Regions from separate parts of the Mus musculus genome. Here all the other regions are linked to region 3. A link is a contact called in public HiCAR-type and promoter capture Hi-C data. All regions are on one chromosome and are shown on one strand. Each heading gives the region's core, a stretch centred on a gene start, on an enhancer-like site or on the middle of the called end of the contact. The rest is flanking DNA. Distances are from core to core; before and after follow the strand shown.

Evidence for each region. Promoter capture Hi-C pulls out the DNA fragments that hold promoters and counts their contacts. HiCAR-type assays count read pairs that join an accessible place to other places.
Region 1: a contact with region 3 is called in a promoter capture Hi-C map of pre-B cells, with 9 times the contacts expected there. The contact joins the promoter of Ell2 here to the promoter of Ccdc127 in region 3. A contact is called at or near these places in 4 of 39 promoter capture datasets (cranial neural crest, liver, pre-B cells and 1 more), 3 of 115 datasets of contacts at active chromatin or transcription factors (embryonic stem cells, stem cell-derived neural progenitor cells and thymic regulatory T cells) and 2 of 9 other capture datasets (adipose tissue and liver).
Region 2: a contact with region 3 is called in a HiCAR-type map of astrocytes, with 5 times the contacts expected there. The contact joins the promoter of Gpr150 here to the promoter of Ccdc127 in region 3. A contact is called at or near these places in 8 of 39 promoter capture datasets (the 3T3-L1 cell line, cranial neural crest, frontonasal cranial neural crest and 3 more) and 1 of 115 datasets of contacts at active chromatin or transcription factors (astrocytes).
Region 4: a promoter capture Hi-C map of pre-B cells shows a contact between it and region 3. The contact joins the promoter of Ndufs6 here to the promoter of Ccdc127 in region 3. A contact is called at or near these places in 1 of 39 promoter capture datasets (pre-B cells), 1 of 484 Hi-C or Micro-C datasets (CD8 T cells) and 1 of 9 other capture datasets (liver).
Region 5: a contact with region 3 is called in a promoter capture Hi-C map of liver, with 5 times the contacts expected there. The contact joins the promoter of Ttc37 here to the promoter of Ccdc127 in region 3. A contact is called at or near these places in 11 of 39 promoter capture datasets (the 3T3-L1 cell line, 3T3-L1-derived adipocytes, the C10 cell line and 6 more), 1 of 484 Hi-C or Micro-C datasets (pro-B cells), 2 of 115 datasets of contacts at active chromatin or transcription factors (astrocytes and large pre-B cells) and 2 of 9 other capture datasets (adipose tissue and liver).

The regions. Positions count from the first base shown.
Region 1 is chr13:75,706,230-75,708,929 of GRCm38.p6, reverse strand. Ell2 (elongation factor for RNA polymerase II 2) reads right to left here and starts at 1,446. Exons shown (of 12, transcript NM_138953.2): 1 at 1,133-1,446. The coding sequence starts at 1,279. It overlaps 1700037F03Rik (a long non-coding RNA gene), which reads left to right and starts at 1,773. Exons shown (of 3, transcript XR_873683.1): 1 at 1,773-1,851.
Region 2 is chr13:76,055,724-76,058,423 of GRCm38.p6, reverse strand. It overlaps Gpr150 (G protein-coupled receptor 150), which reads left to right and starts at 1,428. Exons shown (of 1, transcript NM_175495.2): 1 at 1,428-2,700. The coding sequence starts at 1,600.
Region 3 is chr13:74,348,926-74,351,625 of GRCm38.p6, reverse strand. It overlaps Ccdc127 (coiled-coil domain containing 127), which reads right to left and starts at 1,309. Exons shown (of 3, transcript NM_001168659.1): 1 at 1,218-1,309. Sdha (succinate dehydrogenase complex, subunit A, flavoprotein (Fp)) reads left to right here and starts at 1,386. Exons shown (of 15, transcript NM_023281.1): 1 at 1,386-1,480. The coding sequence starts at 1,418.
Region 4 is chr13:73,327,198-73,329,897 of GRCm38.p6, reverse strand. It overlaps Ndufs6 (NADH:ubiquinone oxidoreductase core subunit S6), which reads left to right and starts at 1,416. Exons shown (of 4, transcript NM_010888.2): 1 at 1,416-1,559; 2 at 2,429-2,482. The coding sequence starts at 1,452. It also overlaps a transcript of Mrpl36 not described here.
Region 5 is chr13:76,097,408-76,100,107 of GRCm38.p6, reverse strand. It overlaps Ttc37 (tetratricopeptide repeat domain 37), which reads right to left and starts at 1,374. Exons shown (of 44, transcript NM_001081352.2): 1 at 1,279-1,374; 2 at 668-737. It overlaps Arsk (arylsulfatase K), which reads left to right and starts at 1,448. Exons shown (of 8, transcript NM_029847.4): 1 at 1,448-1,734. The coding sequence starts at 1,600.

The sequences.
Region 1 (2,700 bases), core at 197-2,696, 1.4 Mb before region 3:
TTCCATATGGTATAGTCTTTCCCTTCGACAACATGTCCACTTTCGTCTCCCTACTCCCCCACCCCCTTTTACATGCCCATAATCGGCTTCCTTATACCCCCATCTGGTTAAATTGTCATTACGGTGCCTTTCTGTGCGAAAGTTCCTGGGTTTGGACTCCAGCTACAGGGTATGTGCCTTGGAGCCTCTTCCTCTAGTGGAGTCAAGCGCTCAGAGTATGGGATGAGGCGGAGACCACAGGTTTCTCTCTCTGGGGCCCAGGAAAAGAGCAGAATCTCATCCAGTCAGCCGTCTGTCTCCCCACAACCTTCGGGCTCGCTCCTCGCCAACAGACAGCGAGCCAGCACAGGACGCGGAGCGCCTTTCGGCTACGCGGAGCTTCTGAGAATTCCTTTCCCCAGACCCGGCCGTCTTGTTTCAGGCTCTAGTTGATTTTGAGTCTTCTGGTGTCTCTCCCGGAGATGAGGTGTCGGTTTGCGGCCACTCGGTATGCGGTGTGTCTCCGGGAACCCAACCCACAGAGCTGGAGTCCCCGAGTCCCCGAGAGTGCAAGGTGTGTCCCCCTCCCCCTCCTCGCAGCGCCAGTGTCCCGGCCTTCCCGAGTACACCATGTACACTCTCGCCTGCAATAGGGGTGCCAGTGTCTCCGAGTCCCTGAGAGTACTAGTTATGTCTTCACCCCCACGGAGTGCCGCTGCCCCTCGCTCAGCGACTCAGCCATCCCTCCGCGTTTCCCAGAAAACTCTGACCGCTCGCGGCCTCCGACCCTCGCTTCTTTACTGGTAGCTCCGTGCGCCCCCTCCGAGGGTAAGGCGATCGCCACACTTCTCTCCCAAAGGACCCGGTTCCTCCTCCGGACCAAACAAGCCAGAAACCCCGCGGGCGGCTGTCGGAAAGTCCCGCAGCGGCCGCGCAGCCCCGGCCAGGCCGACCCCGCCACAAGGGGCCGCCCGCCCGCGCCCTCGATCCAGAGGCCCCGGACCGCGGCGTCGGCGCCCGCGGCTGGCCTCGTTCCCTTCGGCGGGTGCGGAGGCAGCAGCGGGAGCCAGCGCCCCACCGGCGCGGCGCCAGGCGCCCGGCAGAAAGATCAGTGGCCGCCGCCTCCCCGAGCGCTGCCCGGCCGGCCGCTCACCTTGTGGCTCTGGTAAGTCTCCAGCGCCCGGATCGCCGTCTCGGTGAGCTTCACATGCAGCACGGTGATGTTGTCCTGCCCCAGCCGCCCGCACGCCAGCCCGTACCGCTGCTCCTCCCGCAGTCCCGCAGCCCCCCCCGCCGCCATCTTAAACTCCCCGGGGTGCCACCGCGGACGCCGCTCGGGCTCCAGCCTCCACTGCGGCCGCGGCTGCTCGGGCTCCTGCAGCCGCCGCCACAGCTACGGCCATCCCGCTGCTGACGTACTGTCATATACTGCGCGCAGCTAGACCTCGGGCTTCCACAGCTGCGGGCCGCCCCACCCTCGAGCCCGCACCCCGCCCTGGACTCTGTTCATTGGTCTGAATCCCCACAGAGCCTCCCTCATTGGCTGCTCTTCACCTCAAGGGGGCGGGGCCCAAAGTCGCAGGAGTTTTGCTCTCAGGACGGGACGTCCGACAGAGGAGAGGTTGACGTCGGGGTGACGCGTCGAGTTAATCTTATCTGACGTCATGTCTCGTCTTGGCTCTCCTGCGGCGATTGGCTGGACCGATTTGGGGCAGAACCCTGCTAATTGGGTGTCAAGGTTACCAAGTGAGCCTAAGTCGGAGCCCCGCCCCTTGAGAGGTAATAGTGGACCGAACACATAGGTCAACCTGTTCTTGCGGTACGAAGTGAAGATCCCCATTCGGTAGGGGTGAAGGCAGGACAGATGACCAAGTACGGATTTTGTTTCCTGACAGCTGCACAAGCTTTGGGTCTTGATATGCTCTGTGGTGCAGACACCGTAGGCTGTCTCAAGAGAGCTTTTCCTTAAAAGGAAGTTCAGTACTGGGGTGGCACAAAGGTTTATTTATTTGTTTGTTTGTTTGTTTGTTTGTTTATTTTTAATTCCAGACTTGAAATTACCAAGTCAGCTGTAGTCTTCAGTAGTTGTGTGAGACTGTGTGGAAAACTTAAGCACAAAATTATACCAGTGCATTAAATGTGTTTTGAGTGGTGGTCATGATACAATAAATAGAGTTGGACCTTAGAGTCTTTCAAAATCAACTCATACATGTATGTGACTTCAAAGGAATAGAATATGCACTGGAGCTCATCATATGATCAGGGTTATGCCTTTTTATGGGTCATGGGGAAACCATACTGTTCGGGGTTTCTTCTTTCAAAGGCCCTTGAAGAGTATAACTGACCTTGAGGTAGGTAAAAAGAAACAATGATACCACCCATTCTCTGAGTCTTCTTTGAGATCTGTGTCTTTCATTGGTTTTATTTAGGCTAGGAGGTCTTACTGAGTTTAAATGGAGGAGGTAGAGGCCAAAGTGTAAGGAGGCTTGGCTTAGTTTCCACTTCAGTTTACACTGTGTGTGGGCATGGCTAAAGGAGGGTGCCTACAGCAATCCTCTTTAAGCTGTGTGCGGATAGACTAGATAGGTTTCCCCTGAGAAGGTCAATTAATTGGCTGATCAGAAACACAAGACAAAAAGCAAACAATTGCCAAGTTGAGGCTGGGAGATTGACTGTGGAAGGTAGGTTCTAGGCCCGCCTGGGCTTCAAACCAAGCCCTGT
Region 2 (2,700 bases), core at 179-2,678, 1.7 Mb before region 3:
GATACATTTATAGTCAGGACCAGAACTTTGCTCAAAGTTATCTGATATGCCTTAAATTGGTACTAATTCATCAACTGGACATATATTGACTGATTGATATCTGCCATGTATCAGGACCAATATGAGGATCTGGATAGATAATGAAAAACGACACATGTCTCCAGCCAAAATGATAGACCTTAGGAAAATGAGATTTCTACAGCAACCAGCAGGGTGGTACGAATCCTACCAAGTCCCCCTAATTCATGCATCTGTAGGTTGCAAACATTCCCACAGCTTGGGAAGCAACAGACACCCATTCCTCCCTGGCCCAAGACCAGGAAGTACAAGAAATTTTACTTTCACCATGATTAATTTGATGGATGCACAAACTGATGCTTCCAACGGGAAAAGTGAATTGTTTGTGAAATGAGGCTAAAAGTGGCAGCATTAAATCTAAACCATTTCCTGTGAACTGGATTTCTTTTTTAAAAATTGGCTGCTGTATGGTTTTCTTAGTCACCTTTTCTCTGGGCTTATTGGAGGCGTAGTCCCTCCCAGCAACCTCCCATCTGCTGGAAAACAGAATCAGGAGACAGAGAAGCCCGCGTGACACATCCATCACTAGAAGAAAATACTAGGAAGGACTCAATCCATGAACCACCATTTGTATAAAAATCTGGTAGTACTGTCTTCAGACTGACAAAATGAGTTTTGCATCACTGAGAGGAGAGAGCGGCTGCCATCCCCTGATGCTAGTAAAGAGAGTACTGGAAAGCATCTGCAGACCTCTCTGTTCCTAATTGCCAGGCAAAGGGAGGGCCCATAGTTCTCTCCGGATTAAAGTCCTAGCACTGCAGGCAGAGGAAGGTATACCCCTATCAAAGGCTCACCTAATGACTCTGCTCAAAAAGCTATTACTACTATTTAGGACTGGTTGTAGTTCTGTGGTAGACTGCTGGCCCAGCAGGGTCGGAAGTGGAGAAATAGAGGAACCCTGCTTGGTTTCTTGTGTCCTTGTATTTCTCAAGCTAGCGCAGACGTATGGCATTACAAAAAAAAAAATTCTTTTCTTTTTTTTTTTATCAAAAGTAGCATTTGTAATTTTTCCTGTTAGCAATCACACAATTAATTGTTGGGGGTGGGGATACTATCTCAGCCGAGGAACTATCTATCTCATAATTGATTCTGAGTTAACATTAGTTAGCCTTTGCAGTGGTCACATGCACAACTTTCTTTCTGGCTATATGTCACAGGGCAAGATTTCCAGAGCCTAGAGGTCCACGGATGCCACTGAGGGAGGCGGCTGTGTGGATTAGAAAGATGCTCTGCTGGGATGGGGGGGGGGGCAGTGGGGAGGGGGAGGAAGCGAAAAGCGGAGAAGGTGGAGAATAGGGATCATGTGTGTTCCTCGAATATACAACCCACATTTGAGTGACAAATACCAAGAACAACCTATACAAACAACTAAGCGCAAATCCACGCGTATCCATCTCACCCTGGGTGTGTGTGCTTTTTCAACTAACTTTGGGAAATCGCCGAGACCCAGCGGTGTGGCCCGCGCCACCTCTCATAGACTTTGGCCTTTTAAGCGGTATCTCTCTTTCCTCCGGATTAAGGATGGAAGATCCTTTCAGCCTCGCAATTCTGAATCCCGCATCCAACCTTTCTGTACCCACTCAGCCAAGCTGGAGTCTCAACCTGACTTCTGAGCAAGGAGCCTCTGTCCCAGGACCGCATTCGCCTCCACGCGGGCCACCCAGCCACCGGATCCATCTGGTCTTCTTGGGGATCATCCTGGTGGCCGCGGTAGCTGGCAACACCACTGTGCTCTGCCGCCTGTGCGGCGGTAGCAGCGGACCCTGGCCGGGTCCCAAGCGTCGCAAGATGGACTTCCTGCTTGTGCAGCTAGCAGCGGCTGACCTGTACGCAAGTGGAGGAACAGCATTGTCGCAGCTGGCTTGGGAGCTGCTGGGCGACCCGAGACCGGCTCTGGGCGACTTGGCTTGTCGCCTTTCCCATCTGCTGCAGGCATCGGGGCGGGGCGCCTCCGCCCACCTGGTGGCGCTCATTGCCTTGGAGCGCCAGCTCGCGGTGCGCATTCCTCAGGGCCCTCAGTTGCCAGCACGTGCCCTGGCTGCCCTGAGCTGGCTGCTGGCTCTGCTACTGGCGCTGCCTCCGACCTTCGTGGTGCGCTGGGATGCTCCTCCATCTTCAACCGCCAATGCCTGGCCAGGGAAGCATTGCTGCAGGGGCATCTTCGCGCCCCTGCCGCGCTGGCACCTGCAGGTCTACGCGCTCTATGAAGCTATCGTGGGCTTCGCGGCGCCGGTCGCTCTCTTAGGCTTCTCTTGCGGCCACCTGCTGTGTGTCTGGTGGCAGCGTGGGTCTCAGGCTCCGGTGGCTAGGATGCCCTGGTCGCCCAGTATGGCCAGAGCCTCCTTGCCCAGCGCGTTGCCCCAAGCCAAGGTGCAAAGCTTGAAAATGAGCCTGGCGCTGGCACTGCTCTTCGTGGGCTGCGACCTGCCCTACTTCGCCGCTCGCTTGGCAGCCGCCTGGTCATCGAAGCCCGCGGGTGACTGGGAGAGAGAGAGCCTGGTGGCGGCGATGCGCGTCCTAGAGGTGGCCAACAGCGCCATCAACCCTTTGATCTACCTTTTCTTCCAGGCGGGCGACTGCCGTCTCTGGCGGAGGCTGCGGAGGCGCCTAGGAGTTCTGTGC
Region 3 (2,700 bases), core at 60-2,559:
TATAACCATAATACATGGCTCAGAATGTAACGGTTTATAGGAACTATAGAATTAATACGTATGACGTATGGTAGATGCCTAATTTAGAAATATGTATGTGTATATACATATATATATATGTATGTATGCACACACACACATACACACACTAAAAGCAGGCAACTTTCAAAAACCTCCTACTATGTATAGCCATCCATCAGATATCTGATGGGGAGCCCCATCTCATACCAAAAGCCTTGAAGATAGCCAAGGCTCCCATATACAATGCTGTATTTGAATATAATCTGCTCAATACTTTATCTCTAAGTCACCGATACCTAATAAGGTATAAAGGCACTTAAGTAGTTCATCTGTTTTATTTTCCCCCTTGTTAAAAAAAAAGTCTGTACATACTCCGAACAGACACATTTTCCCCAAATATATTTTATCTGCAGTTGGTTGAACCCACCAACGCAGAACCCTTGTAGGGTAAGCTGTCATATTTATTTCCTCTGCACCAACAACATCCATTTTGGGGTTATAAAGTTCAAGGAAATAATTCAAAATATAAAGTGTTGTGCATGAATATATTCCATATTTCCTTATTTATTAATAAAAAAACAAAGAAATAAAATGGGAACGGTTCATTGTAAACTTAAACAATTCAAAATAATGGTCATAAAGATTGTGCACCAAGAGGAAAACCTTAATCTAATATTAACTGAAAATTCAGGAAACAATTACGATTATTGGTTTACTTTTTATGCTATTTAATTCCACCGAACATTTCAGCTATACTCACTAGAAAAATAGAAAAACTATCTGAAAGTGATCAAATGAGAGCGCGTTTGCAATATGGGATGCTAGCCACGATCTAAGCAGCTTTCAGGATGACAACAGGCCGGGCCTCCAGCTTCCCAGCTGCTGTAACGAAGACGAAAGCTTTGGATATAGTTTCTAGTTCAGTATCCTGGCTTTTACGTAGCCCAGTGCAGCTAGCTGCTCCTTGTCCAGCCACCAAGACATCATTCCTACCTACTCTAGAAGTCCAGGGCAGTATGTACCCCCCCCCCCCCCCATTAGTTGAGATTCAAGCGCCCAACAAAACGGGCTCTTATGGAGCTTGCGATCTCCGCCCCAGGACCCTACTTCCATCTCTCCAGATCATCCGACCCTCTCTGTTTTGGCAAACAAGAACCACCCGAGAAGCACTTTAAAGACATTGGCACCTCACTTACCCCTGGAGCAGAGCCCATCAGCGTTGCTGCCACCCTACCTCAGACGTGTTGCCACCGCCGCGTTTACAGGGCGCAGGCGCACCACCACTCACGCGAGCCAGGAGGGGCGTGTTGCGCAGGCGCAGAATCTTCCAAGCCCGACACCCGCGCGACTCGGTGCGCAAGCGCAGTCTGTCGCTGGGGCTTGCGGGAAGGCAGACATGGCCGGGGTTGGCGCAGTTTCGAGGCTTCTTCGCGGGCGGCGCTTGGCGTTAACTGGGGCGGTGAGTTAGTGCCACGAAATGGCAGGCGCTAGGAGTGCGCCACGATTCCACCCGAGTTGGCCTGAGTCTGGGAAGGTGCAGTGGGCCGAAGCCGACTGCTTTCCGGCGAAGGTCACGACCCCGAGGTCGCGGGCGTGGAGTCTGGCCTTCCCCGTCTTGGTCTAGCGAAGTTCTCCAAGGTTAAAGGGAGGGACCGGCCTGTTGCATTCTGGATGCGGACGGGTCTGCGAGTAATCCGTTGGTAGTCTGGGTGTCGACACTAAGACTTATAAGTGATGAGCTTACAGGTTTTGTGTAGTGGCCTTAGCTACTGTTTTTAAATATCAAAGAGATATTTGAAGATACCAGGTGAGACTTCTGCACCGTGTTCATCCAGTCTTGCGACTTCTTTTTGCATTTGAAGAGGTACACAGTGACTCAGGGTTGCAGGGGTCTGATGTTGGCCTCCCAGATTGTCAGATCTTGTCTCAGTGCACTCTTTGCCGGTCACCTGTTATTCGTCACACTCCTAGGGTTTTATTAACGTAAACTAAATTTGACAGGTTGGGTTCTTTAAAGTTCTGTCTCACCTACCTACTTAACAATTTAATTACAAAGTAAAGGCCCTAAGACATTGAACAGTATCGACTTGCATTGTGCATCAAATTATGGCTGCAGTTGTCTATTTTCTGAAATAGATATTAAAATGCATGTTCAATGAAATGTTCAAGGGTTAGTTGGCAGCTATTCTTGCAAGGCCAGAAGGCATTTTCAAACCTTGATAATTTCTGTGATTTGTATTTGCTGCCACAAACTCCTACTTCCACCTCTATCCCTTGGGCTCTGCAAGAAGGGTTTTAAGTCCTGATCATTGAAGCCCTTTACAGGAGATAATAAGTCAGCCACCTATAATTGTAGCAGAATTCTTTTGTAGCAGAAATAGGTGAGCCCACCCCATGCCCAGGATTCACTCCACACACTCAAGGAAAAAAAAAAAAAATAATGATAGTCTGAGCCCAGCTCTGGCTAATGCCCAAAAGGAACAGTCAAGGATAGAAGATTTTTATTAACTTGTATACACCTTAGGTTTATGCTTACCACATATGTTGGCATCCTTAAATTCCTTTCCTATTCCAGATCCAGTTTATGCTTTGACCAGTTTAGACAGAGACAGGAGACTGCAAGTCTGGCCACTTAGGCAGGTGGGAGATTTGCACAGCAAAGGTATTTTTCATTGCCTG
Region 4 (2,700 bases), core at 167-2,666, 1.0 Mb after region 3:
AGCAATTAAAAAAAATAATGTGGGTCAGAGAGATGGCCTGGGAGTCACAAGTGCTTTCCATGCAAGTCTGTAGACCTCAGTTCAGTCCCCAGAACTCACATGGAAAAAGAGACTGGCTTCCTCCAACTTCCACATGTGCTCTGTGGCACCTGTGTATGAACTCACATGTGTGTGAACTCATACACAGACAGGGGGTGTTAGGGTTTAAATAGAGACTTAGGGCTGGAGAGATAGCTTGATGGCTAAGAGCACCTGCTACTCTTGCAGAAGACCATCATTCTGTTCCCAGCACCCACACAACTACTCAAATGGACTGTAACTTGACCTGTCTGGAGATCCTGTGCCCTTCTCTTGGTACCAGGTAACCACACACATGGCCATATATAAATGTATACACTCATACATATAAAATAAATCCTTTAAAAAGAGGGAGAATGAGACAAATCTGCAGGACAGGGTGTGGAGACATAAGCCTGAAATCCCAGCACTCCAAAGGCTGAGGCAGGAAGACAGTGAGTGCTAGGTTAGCCTGGCTTACAGAGCTTAAGGCTAGCCAGGGCATCTTAGGCCCACATTTATTGGGGCATTTTTCAACTTGGCGAGGTCTTTGTCCTTGTGTCTTAGGGCCCTCTCTGGTTACCCCTTTCGTCTTCAGACTCACCTAGTCCTTATGCTATAGCAGAGCACAGAAAGGTAGATACCAGGTCATTAACCTCCAATCCTGGCCAAGAGATCCCAAACAACACATGCTAGCTTCTGGCACTTTCTCGGAATTAGTGACCCGGCCCTGCTCTGAGTCTGGGGTCCCACCTGTCTACCTCTGAGCAAAGTTGTTCAGGCTACTTTGGGGTTTGACAGTATATGTCGTTCCAAGGGAGGTTCGGACTCAGATTCAAATGAGGCAGGAGAGGCCAAAACAGCCTTCAGAGTTACAGACTACGATTTGCATCAGGTTTTTTTCTACATAGCAGAGCTTTTCCGGACAGCTTTCCAATGCTGGGTAAACTTCCTTGCAGTCTAACTGGAAACTGAACTACTGCAGCGTTGCAAAAATGCTCAGAAATCTAACTTTCCTACACCAACATACAGGACCAGGAGAGTTGACTGCACAAACTGTTTCTTCTGCTGAACAACTTACTTCTTTACTCAAAACAAAACAGAAAACAAAAAACAAACCAACCCACGGAAAATCTGCATTTTCTCCATTGGCATAAAAGCACACACAGCGCATCTTCAGTTTCCGTCCCCCCACCCCCTGCCTTTGTCACACTAGTAACCTTTGAACACTGCGCACAGTTAAGCCGCAGCTCCGCATCCTATCCAGTTCCACCACCAGCCCCGCCAGCCGCTCAGGCATAGGACGAAAAAAGTTCCACAAGTACTCCCCGCCGACTGCTGTGCGCCTGCGCCGGCACTTGGTACGACGCGTGGGGTCAAGGGTCACCGGCAAGATGGCGGCGGTGCTGACCTTCCGCCGGCTGTTGACTCTCCCCAGGGCTGCACGGGGTTTCGGGGTTCAAGTGTCGCCGAGCGGGGAAAAGATCACGCATACCGGCCAGGTAACGGCCGCGCCCGCCATGCCTGGAACCCAAGACTGACGGTAGCAGGGAGCGCAGCAAGGTGTGCTTCTGCCAGGCTAGCGCGCGGCACTACTGGGCTCACCTTGTGCAACCCGCTGCTCCGGTTTCTAGCTGGTGGCTTTCGGTTGGGACTTGGATCTCCTCATTCTTTAGGCCATATCTTTATATTAAGTTCAATGTTTTAACAAATGATTGTTGTGTTTTGGACCCGGGACAGAGGACTGAGGTGCATATTTTACATATCAAAGGAGACCCGGCATGCAGGTTCTCCCAGCATTCCTCAGTCCCTACCTGGCGTTGCAGCCCAGGATCCTCCCTATATAATCCAGGCATTTTGGTTTCTCCCACCCTGTCTCTTTCTCCTCTCCTTGAACACACTCCCTTTCTCTCCCCCGACCCCTCCTCCTGTCCCAATGGTGACTTCTCTGGCCTCAATCCTTGGGGCCAGTGAACTCACCTGAGAGCGGCTTCCCAATAAACCTACCTTTAATATAATTTAATCTGGCTTGAATTGGTTCATTTCACCAGTGGAGAAATAGCCTATCAATAGTGTATAAAGCAACCCTAGCGTTCGTTCAATATAATAGTGAACCAAAAAATGAGAAACTATGTCTGCTGAAATGAAATCGCGCCTGTTGGAGTTGGCTACTTGTGAGGGCAGGAACTTTGTCTCCAGTCTGCACTCCAGCCTGTCATCCCCTGAGACCGTTCAGTACAAGTTCATTTTGCCTCTTAGTGGGTCTGTCTCCTCATCAATGGGTATAGGCCAAGGGGAACATCGTTCTATAGTATTTTCAATCAATATTATGTGACTTTATTTAGAATAATAGATGGCCTTTTTTTTCCAGGTGTATGATGAAAAAGACTACAGGAGGGTTCGTTTTGTAGATCGTCAGAAAGAGGTAAGTGAAAGATAGAGGAATTCGTAAAACTTAAGCAGGTTGAGCAACTCAAATGCCGGAAGTGTATTGAGCACTAATGTACCACAGTGAATCCTGCGCCTGACTTGGGTGGTAGATTGTAATGAAAAGACAGGCACAACTGAGGTATTGCATAAAAATACCTTCAAGCTCTGTATGAGGTGTAAAGAGACAAGTGGATTTCATGTTTGTACTTGGGC
Region 5 (2,700 bases), core at 125-2,624, 1.7 Mb before region 3:
ATATGCCCCACTTCGTGTCTGATGAAAAGTACTAGAAACCTCTTAGGTTCTAGCAGCCCTTTGAAACTGCGTCCCTAAAATACCTATTCCACCAACCTGCTACAGCGCCTGCTCTCACTGACACCGCAATTACAGAAAGAAGAAAAGGATGTGCTCTGTCCTCAGAACAAGGGCCTGCAGAAACAGAGCCTTCAAGGATCATCTGTGTTCAACGAATCATTACTATGCAAAAAAAAAAAAAAAAAAAGAATACCAAATGTAATTTTTATAAAACTAAGCACCAGTTGATATTGTTTCTGTAAAGTATGTCCTACATTCCAAATTTACTCAACACAATTCTGGGGAGTGTGCCCTGTTTAGGAGGTAATCTACTTAGATAAGCTATTGAAAAGTTATTTAACCTCTCTGTTTTCGCATCTGTAAAGTAGTCTAAGTGAAGATTAAGGAGTACATTCCACGTAAAGCATGCTACACAGTAAATATACAGTAAAGCTTAACAGACACTAAACACATACCGCTCTGTATTAGATGTGTAAGGTGTTTTATTACAATTAATCTGTACACAAGGCTGCCAGATATGAGAGTTGAGATTTTAAATAAATAGCATTACTCCTCCTTTTCCTGCCAGAAAATCAACACAAGTGGTGTAATGTACAATTATATATACCTGAAACTTATCAGTGAATAATTTGACTTGAAAATAGAAACGTGCTTCTTCCAGAATTCTCCAAAGGAATCTAGCAATCAAAAAAAGGAACAGCTGATTATTCTATACCCAACAATGTTACTCCGAGCATACATCAATTAACCGCACACTTCACACAGTCCACATCTGTACCTTTTAGAACCGGTCCCTATTGCTACTCCAAAGACAAAGAACAGCCAAGCTGTTCCGTATCTGGAACCTGAAACTTATTAGGCCCGCTCTTCAACCCACATGAGCATAATCCTTACAGGTCGGCAAACGGAGGAAATACGATGAGGGGGGCTTCCTGACTAGGGTTCCGGAACGCAGCAGAAATCCACACCACTACCCAGACCACACACGAGGTGACCTAGCCTAAAGTCCCATATAGGCACAACCCAATCCAATTCAAGTGACAGAATCACTGCCACCTCATCACCGCCAAGTTCACTTTGTCAGCGAACATTCAGCCCCGCACAAAAGGAAGACAGCCCGTAACATCACGCTCATGCTCAGTATTTTCTCCCCCTAAATACCACTTCTACTGCCTTTAGATTTCAACTTCTGCCAAAACCGAAGCGATCAGAACCCACCTGGGCATGTGGGACTGCCACAAAGTACAAGTCTGAACAACGCATGCGCGCTTCCCCAGACATCGCTTGAGTGAGAGGAACTGGCAGAGCTATCATTAGCTCGAAATTTGATTAAAACGGTCTTCACATGGGCTGAGCGCGATTGGTTTTTGCGCATGCGCCTGCCCTTGGCCTGATGGGAGGTGTAGTTTCTAGGTGCCGCTCATATTTACTTCTGTATTTGTAAGCCAAACTTCTAGTCTTGTCCCTAGAGTCCGGCCCCTGCTCATGACTGGAGAGCAGGCTACAGGAGACCCGCTCAGCAGCCGCTTCTGAACGGCCATGCCCGCGATGCTGTTGCTGTTGGTGTCGGTGGTCGCAGCGTTAGCACTCGCAGCACCGGCCCCCAGAACACAGAAGAAAAGGATGCAAGTGAACCAGGCGCCCAACGTGGTGCTGGTCGCCAGTGACTCCTTCGTAAGTACCCAAAGGACGGGGAGCAGACACCGCCCAGAGCCTGTGGAGAAACATCACAGGGAACAGGACCCTGGGGTTGAGAGGTCCCGCATGCGCACACCTGCAAGCACGCATGTGCATACTAATAAAGTAGTAGAAAGAAGCCAGTCTCTAACTCCTGGGCTTTGCTCCTTGAACTTTATTCACTAGACCAGCAATTCTCAACCTGTGGCTCTCGATCCCTTGGGAGAGGTCGAGTCACCTTTTGCAGAAGTCACCTAAGACCATCGGAAATATCAGATATTTACATTACAACTCATACCTAACAAAATTACAGTTATGAAGTGACAACAAAAATAATCGTATGGTTGGGAGAGTCACCATAATATGAGGAACTGTATTAAACTGTTGCAGCATAGAAAGGCTGAGAACCACTAATCTAGACATTCTATACTTGTGTTAGCACTGATTTAAAGAAGTTATTTGTGTATGCATCACCTTAAATTTGATTTAAATTCATATGGAAAGTGAAAGGACCTCGAATTGGGAAGGGGAAAAAAACATGAAAAAGAAGACTGATTTAAAAAAAAAAAAAAAAAGCTTTTAATTTCAAAACTAATGGTAAAGCTACAATAGCCACAATAGTACTTTACATGCAGAACAATAAATATTCAGACCAGTAGAGTAGAATTAAGAGTCCAGAAATAGTCTTATAAACAAGTAGTGCTGGAAAAGTAAATATATACATGGAAAGGAACAAAATTGGGTCCTGCCTTCCACCATGTGTAAAAACAAAAGTTAGTCAATGATTTAAATGTAAAAGCTAAGGCTATAAAACTCCTTCAAGACAATGGAAGTGTAAATTGTCATAATCTTGGTTTAGGCAATTTAAAATGAGCCAAGGATTTGAAAAGACATTCCTACACAGAATATACACAGATAGCCAATAAGCCCATCATAAGAAGCTTAGATTCATTAATCATTAGG